2 separate regions of the Capra hircus genome follow, and region 2 is linked to region 1. A link is a contact called in public Hi-C data. All regions are on one chromosome and are shown on one strand. The core of a region is the stretch at or near the end of the contact, and the rest is flanking DNA. Distances in the headings are between cores, read along the strand shown.

Region 1 (3,576 bases), core at 349-2,848:
GGAAAGAGCCCAATGATCCCTCCTGTTGGGGCTGCTCTGGGCTCAGACTGCACTAGAGGAAGTTACCAGGTTTGTCTCTCTGATTAGAAGACCCCCAAACCATCTGCCTGCCAAGCTCCAGCTCATCCTACAAAACCCAGCTCAAACGCCCCTTCCTCCAGGCAGCCCTCTCAGATCTCCCAAGGAGATCCTGCTTTGCATTGGGCCTCCCAGCTCTTCCCTTCTTCTAGCTCATCCCTGATCTCTCTGAGATGGGGTGTGTGTGTTTGGCTAGTCAAGGGATGAGGCAGAACTGATGAGGAGTTGGGGAGGGAATCCTGCTTTGAGGATAGGAGAGTACAGGGCAACAGCACGGGAGAGAGGCTCGGGAACCAAGACCATTTGTTCAGTAGGCATTGGCCGCCCCTCCCACACCTGCCCTGTGACCTGAGGAGCTCCCACTGTGGGGGACAGAGCAGGACACAGCGTGTGGTCAGGATTGGGCTGGGGCTGAGCGGCAGGGGGCGCCCTTTGCCTCAGTGACTCCAGCACCTGGCCTGGCCCTGCCAGGGGGAGCTGGAGGCCCTGGCCGGGAGAGAGAGGGGCAGAAAGCATTGTCCCTTAAAGGCTGGGTTGGAGAGGGTGAATGCGTGCCCGTGTCCTGTAGGTGTGAGCTGAGTCTGTGTGTCCTTCTGTGTATCTGTGTGCAGGTGTGTCTCTCTGCGTCTGTCGTGTGTATATCTGTGCTTTGCATGTGTCTCTGGGTGTGTACGCATGTGTGTGTGATGCACCCATGTGTGTGTGTGTGTGCACATGCACACGTGCGTATGTGGCAATTTTGAGGAAGTGCCTCCCCCGCTCAGAGGTGCTTGCTGCCCAGAGACTGTGGGAAGTCTCTCCACGCTGTCATCACCCCCACACCCTCCCCATCCCACAGTCCTGTGTCCCCAGGCCCTCTTGGCTCTCGGGCCACACTCCAAATCCGCCCTCTCCTCTCCATCACCCAGCACCTCTGGCCTCCCCACCTCCCTCCTGCCTGGGTTCATTGCTCTCCCATCAGCCACCAGGGGAAAACCTCAACCTCTCTGGGGCTCCCCATCCCCTTCTCCCGGGGCTCCTGGTCTTTGTCCTCCCTACCACGCCCAGCCTTGGCCTCTGCCCTGAGTTCCCCCGGGGATGTCTCCCCACCCCCTGCCAGGCTGAGGCGTCCCTACCCTCACACAGCCCCGCACATGCCGTGAGCATGGAGATAACTGTTGTCCCTGCCCCCTACCTCAAGCTCTCCAGAGTAGAGGTTTTTTGGTCTGGTACAGTTGCCTCTCTGCATCGAGAATGAGGTCTGGTACACAGCAGGTGCTCAATAAATGCCCAAATGAATGAATGAGTGTGGGAGGAGGGGCAGGAGAGGTCAGAGGAGCCAGATCCAGTAGGTATGCACCTGAGGGCCTAGGCGAGGGACCGATGCCGAGAAGCTATCTGAACACCTAAGGGGGGCCACACGTGGTCTTAGAAGCATCACTTCGGTGTGGGTTGGACAAGAGGCAAGTGCCAGCTATGGGAGGCTGTGTCAGGAGCTCGGCTCGTCCGGTGGAGGTGGTGGAGACGCAGGGGCTTAGGCCAGGTGGGGACGGGAGGTGAGGGAAGGAGTGGGAGAGCTGAGATTAGGGAGGTGAAAAGGGCAGGGCAGCTCCTCACGTTCCCGCTTGTGCCTTGAGTTGGCTGGGCAACTGCTCACTCAGGCCGAGGAGGCAAAGTAGAATGAGTCCTCCTGGGGATCCCTTGACTCTGTGGCCACTTCCTGCGAGGAGGGAGGACCTGGAGACTTTGTTTCCAGATCAAGCTGAGATAGAGGATCCCCTGAGGGAATGGAGAAGAAACAGGGGTAGACAAAACACAGGAGATGGTGGCCTGGAAGCCAAGGACAGAGGCCCCCCAGCCTTCAAAAATGTGGGTGTGGTCTGCACTCGTGTACTTCCCAGAGGGGAGCTTGGCATAGAACCCAGGGGGCGGGGACTTCCCTGGTGGTCCAATGGCTGAGACTCTGGGCTCCCAGTGCAGGGAGCCTGGGTTTGATCCCTGGTCAGGGAACTCGATCCCATATGCCACAGCTAGAGATCGTGCGTGCCACAGTGAAGATCAAAGATCCCGTGTGTCTCAGCTAAGGCCCGGAGCAGCCAGGTAAGTAAGTATATTAAAAAAAAGAAATCTGGTGGGCACAGAGTCCCCGTGCAGTGGAGTTGGAACATGCATGAACCACAGCCCCACCTGCAGGCATGAAATGGAAAAGACTGGTCCCTAAGTGCTGGTGAAGACGCGGAGCAGATGGGACTCTCACTCACTGCTGCGGGAGGTAAAATGGTCCAGCCACTTTGCAAGACGGTGTGGCAGTGTCCACGGAGCAAAGGTCTCCCCCTCCTCTGTAACTGAGACGTCACACCCTTCAGTATTTACCCACAAGAAATGAAGACGTGCAGCACCCACAAGAAATGAAGACGTGCAGCAGTCACTAGACCTGGGCTCACGTGCTCGGAGCAGCTCTAAACACAAACCAAACGCCCAGTGACAGGAGTGAGCCAACGAACCGCGGAGTTGTTGATATCCCACAGTTGTGCTGTGGGATAGTATACCGCAAAGAAAAAGGATAGGGGGAGGTGGGTGCATCTTGAATTCATGATGATGAGCAAAAGTGGACAGATCCCAAACAGGACACATGGTGTGAGTCTGTGCATCTGAAGTTCAAGAACAGGCAAAATGAACCAATGGTGTTGGCCAACAGGATAGTTCCTTCTGGGAGATACTGCCCAGGGGATGGAGGGCTGTTATGTGTCGATTTGAACATCCACAGAGTGAAAAATGCATCAGCCCGCACACCTCAGATCTGGGTATTTGGCACGAATTTCTGTGTATCTCTCAATCCAAAGGTAAATATATACAGCCATTAAAAACTCAGATGGTAAAGAACCTGCCTGCAATGCAGGAGACCCGGTTTCAATCCCTGGGTCAGGGAGATCCCCTGGAGGAGGAAACAGCAACCCACTCCAGTATTCTTGCCTGGAGAATTCCATGGACACAGGAGCCTGGCAGGCTGTAGTCCCTGGGGTCGCAAAGAGTCAGACATGACTAAGCACACACAGGCAAAAACAATTGGACAGCACCTGACATACACAAGATTTGCTGGGGTAAGGAGGCTGGGCAGTGACTACTGAAAAGAACCTGCTGGAAATTTCCAAGCATGGTATTCCCAGTTTGGCCAAGAGCCATGACCTTTTAGTCTTATAAAAAAAACCCAACTAAATGCCTCAAAAAAACATGGAATTACCTCATGATCCAGAAGTTCCAGTCCTAGGTACAGAACCAAAAGAACTGAAGGCAAGGATGCAAATAGATATTTTCACACCCATGTTATTAAGAGCACAATTCCCCTTAGCCAAAACGTGGAAGCAACTCAAGTATCCGTCGACAGATGAGTAAGTCCACCCAGTGGAGTATTATTCTGCCATAGAAAGCAGTGGCACACACTTCAGTGTGGATGTGTCTTGGGAGCAGCATGCCGAGTAAAAGCAGCCAGACACAAAAAAGACCACCCAGAGCATGATT
Region 2 (3,576 bases), core at 426-2,925, 170 kb before region 1:
CTCAGAGCTGGAAGTCTGGGGCCTCCTTTCCTGCTGTATGTCGGTGGGGCTCATTCTGCTCTGAGGGGCAGCCCTGTGCCCCTCTCCTGTGACCCCTCCATCTTTAAAGTCAGCAGAAGCACGTCCAGCCCTTCTCACCCTGGGCGTCACTCTAACACCCTCTACTTTCAAAGGCTCACGTGATCATGTTGGGGGCCAAGCCTTGTGGCATCTGCAGGTTCCACCCACACTTGGAGGGGAGAGGGTGACTAAAGGCAGATGGTTGTTGGGGAGAAGTGTGGGGGAGACGGTCAGCTCGTTCCTCATGCCCTCTTTCTGTGCTTTCACGGACTGTTCAAACACACAGAGAGAAATACTCACTGGAACAAGACATTCGAGAAAAGGAAGAGGCAATCAGACAGAAAACCAATGAAGTACAGGTAAGCACGCGGCTGGCTTTGGTAGGATGGACCTTGTGTCAGATGTGGTTCAGGGACTCCCAGCAGGGGTAGTGGGGCAGGGCAGAGGGGGCAGCGTGGCACTCATTGGAAACTCAAGCTTTTGGGGATTTACAGGTGATTTATTTTGAGTTTCTTATAACTGTAGATAGTGGATTTTTTTTAAGAAAAATGAGATATTCATGTAATGTAGCATCCGTTCTTCTGAAGTATATAATTCAGTCATTTTTAGCATATTCTTTATATTGCTTAACCATCACCTCTGTCTAGCTCCAGAACATTCCCATACCCCCGAAAGGAGATCCCATCACCGTTAGCAGTGACTCCCCGTCTCCTCCTCTAGCCCTTGATAAGCTCTTTTCTGTCTCTATGGATTTGCCTGTTGTGGACATTTCGCAGAAAGGGAATCATACTACTTCCCATCCTTGATGTCTGCTTTCTCCCACTTAGCCTGAAGTTCTGAGGATCAGGCAATGCTCTCTAACCTGTTCTCAGGATGGCCCTGCTTGAAGAGTCTCCTTGTGGAAGGTGGTGACGGCAGACACTGGGGGTCTGAGTTGTTTTTCAGTCGTTCAGTTGTGTCCGACTCTTTGCAACCCCATGGACTGCAGCACGCCCAGCCTCCCTGTCCCTCACCGTCTTCTGCAGTCTGCCCAAGTTTATGTCCGTTGAATCAGTGATGCCATCCAATCATCTCATCCTCTGCCACCTTCTCCTTTTGCCTTCAGTCTTTCCAAGCATCAGGGTCATTTCCACTGAGTTGGCTGTTTGGGGTCTGAGTGCCAGGGCTCAAATCTGGCTCTTCTTAGCAGCTGTATGCTTTTGGGCTAGTTATGTAACATCTCTAGACCTTATGCAACGTTGGTAATGAGTGTTCTGCTCCTCCAGGCAATGGGCTGGAGCCCGGGATCTGGCAGGCGCTCACCCGTCTGGGCAGAGTGAGGCTATGCTGGAAACAGTGGTCAGTGCCTGGGAGCTGCACACTCGAAGACACCTTGGTTCCCAAGATGTCTCAGGTCTGAATGAATAGAGAATGGCTCTGCCACCAGGGGGAGACGTGAGTTGTCTGTGCGCCCCCTCACCCTGAGAATGCGTACAGCTGGGCCTGTTGGTCTCCATGGAGGGCCTTTGAGTGCTCTGCGCTCAGAGCTGGGGGAGAGGAATGAGGCGGAGCAGTCAGCACTGTGGCCCCACCGTGGCTCTCCTGGGGGACTGCAGGTGCTTGGCTCAGCCTCCTGGCCTCAGTCTTCCCGCCTTCCGGCCGGCAGTGAGGAGCAGCATCTGGCCGTGATGTGCGGGCGCTCTCCTACCACCCTGCAGTGGGTGGCTCTTTCTGGGCCGCCTCCTAGGGCAGCGGCCTGAGCCGGGCCAGGGGCGGCAGCACCCGACTCAGTGAGGCTCAGGGGTCTGGCAGCACTCTATCGCCCTCCCCCTCCCCTGTCCCACGAGGGCTGGGGGATGTCGTGAGACACCCAGCGGACAGACGGCGCACAATGCCTGCTCACCAGGCAGGAGGTGTCCTCTGTCACGGCTTCCGTCTGCAGGTGGGGTAGGGTGGGTTCTCACTGATTCACACGCTGCAGTGTCCAGACACTTCTTTCCTGGCTTCTCACTCTGTACACGTTGGCATCGGGGGTTGGGCCTTAGATGGTCCCCTGGCATGTTTTGGATCGAAAGGCAGGGAACAGCCTGCCTCTGTCGTCATATTTTTTGTTTTGCTTTTTTCCTCAAGTAAGCTGCATCATGTATGAGGCCACGGGTGAAGGGACTGTTTTTCTGGGTGTTTGCTCGTTCTGGTGTATTGCTCTCACCTCAGCCCTCTGATTTCTACCCGTGTCCCGGAACTGCCCTCCCGTATCACTCACCCTCCACCTTGTTTGGTGCAGGGACGCTGGTCTCATCCCCCATCTCCCCTTGGCCCTGGCCCAGCCAGCCACAGGAATGCCTGGCCGGTCCTCCTTCTCTTGTCTTTGTCACTCTGTACAGGCTTCTGTCCCTGGGGATCTGGGTGCTGTGATGTCCTTGAACTCCTGGGAAACCAGTCCCCAGGTCTCTGACGCCTGCTCCTCGGCGATTCTGAGAAAGCCGTGGGTCGGTCTGGTGTCTGGAGGTGCTTTGGTCTGCACAGCAGGCTGCATGAGGGCCCCCAGAACCTCGCTGCTGGGCTCTGACAGCATACTCCTGCAGCCTTTGAGATGTGGTGTTTGGTGGCCCTGTGCACCCCCATGACCCCTTGGAGCTGGAGCGGGGCCAGCGCCCGCCAGGCCAGCTCCTGCTGCGTGGGAGCCTCACTTGTGCTCAGACCAGGATGGGGCTCTACTCTAACGAGATGGCAGCTCCCTAGACAGTGACAAAACACTTTATTTATTCAGGCCATGCCGTGTGAAGCATGGGGGATGTACTTCCCCGGCCAGGGATTGAACCTGTGCCCCTGCGTTGGAAGGCAGAGTCTTAACCACTGGACCACCAGGGTCCCCTCAGAACACTGTATGTATTAAAGCTCTTTTGTGAGACCCAGGTTTGGCTCCGGTTCCTGTCGCCTTTTCCCAGATGGGTTTGGCCAGGAGATTGTATGTCACGCCTGCCAGCATGGGCTCCAGGGTAGGGCCCAGCATTGACTAGGAGGCCTTGGTCCTCGGGCCAGTTTATGTTTGGTTTTAAGCAATGGGAGCTTCAGCTTCGGCCCCCAAAGGCCTCCCCTTCCCCTCCCATCTGAGGGGTCTCTCCAGTTCCATGCCTGTTGTCCTAGTGAGATCCTGCGGCATCTTTGCCTGGTTTACTGTTCTGTTTTGTGTTTCTAACAACAGCTTTATTGAGATGTAACTCACATACCTTATAATTAATCCATTTAAAGTGTATAATTCAGTGGTTTTTAGAATGTGCATGAAGTTGCACAGGCGTCCCCACAGTCAATTACAGAACAGTCTCATCCCTCCAAGAAGCAGCTCCATACCCATCAGCAGTCCCCAGGCCTTCCCAGGCCTTGGCATCTGCCAGCGTACCTCCCGCCTCTGGCTCTGCCTCTTCTGGACGTTTCCTATTCACCAGTAGCACCACTCATGTGCCGTGGGCCTTGTATGTCTGGCCTCTCTTCGCTCAGTGTGGTTGCCAGGGTCGTTCCTGTTGTTGCCTGTATCAG

What was found. Hi-C and Micro-C count contacts between places; a contact is called where the count stands out from the background.
Region 2: a contact with region 1 is called in a Hi-C map of blood, with 4 times the contacts expected there. The contact joins two enhancer-like sites. A contact is called at or near these places in 4 of 5 Hi-C or Micro-C datasets (blood and liver).

The regions. Positions count from the first base shown.
Region 1 is chr7:101,986,298-101,989,873 of ARS1.2, reverse strand. No RefSeq gene overlaps it. Among named protein-coding and RNA genes, the nearest start is that of AP1M1, 48 kb to the right of the region's middle. Within about 2 kb of position 1,598, at least 1 of the 5 cell types and tissues checked has an H3K27ac peak or open chromatin away from gene starts, as enhancers often do.
Region 2 is chr7:102,154,635-102,158,210 of ARS1.2, reverse strand. It overlaps EPS15L1 (epidermal growth factor receptor substrate 15-like 1), which reads left to right. Exons shown (of 22, transcript XM_018051342.1): 13 at 347-419. Among named protein-coding and RNA genes, the nearest start is that of EPS15L1, 55 kb to the left of the region's middle. Within about 2 kb of position 1,675, at least 1 of the 5 cell types and tissues checked has an H3K27ac peak or open chromatin away from gene starts, as enhancers often do.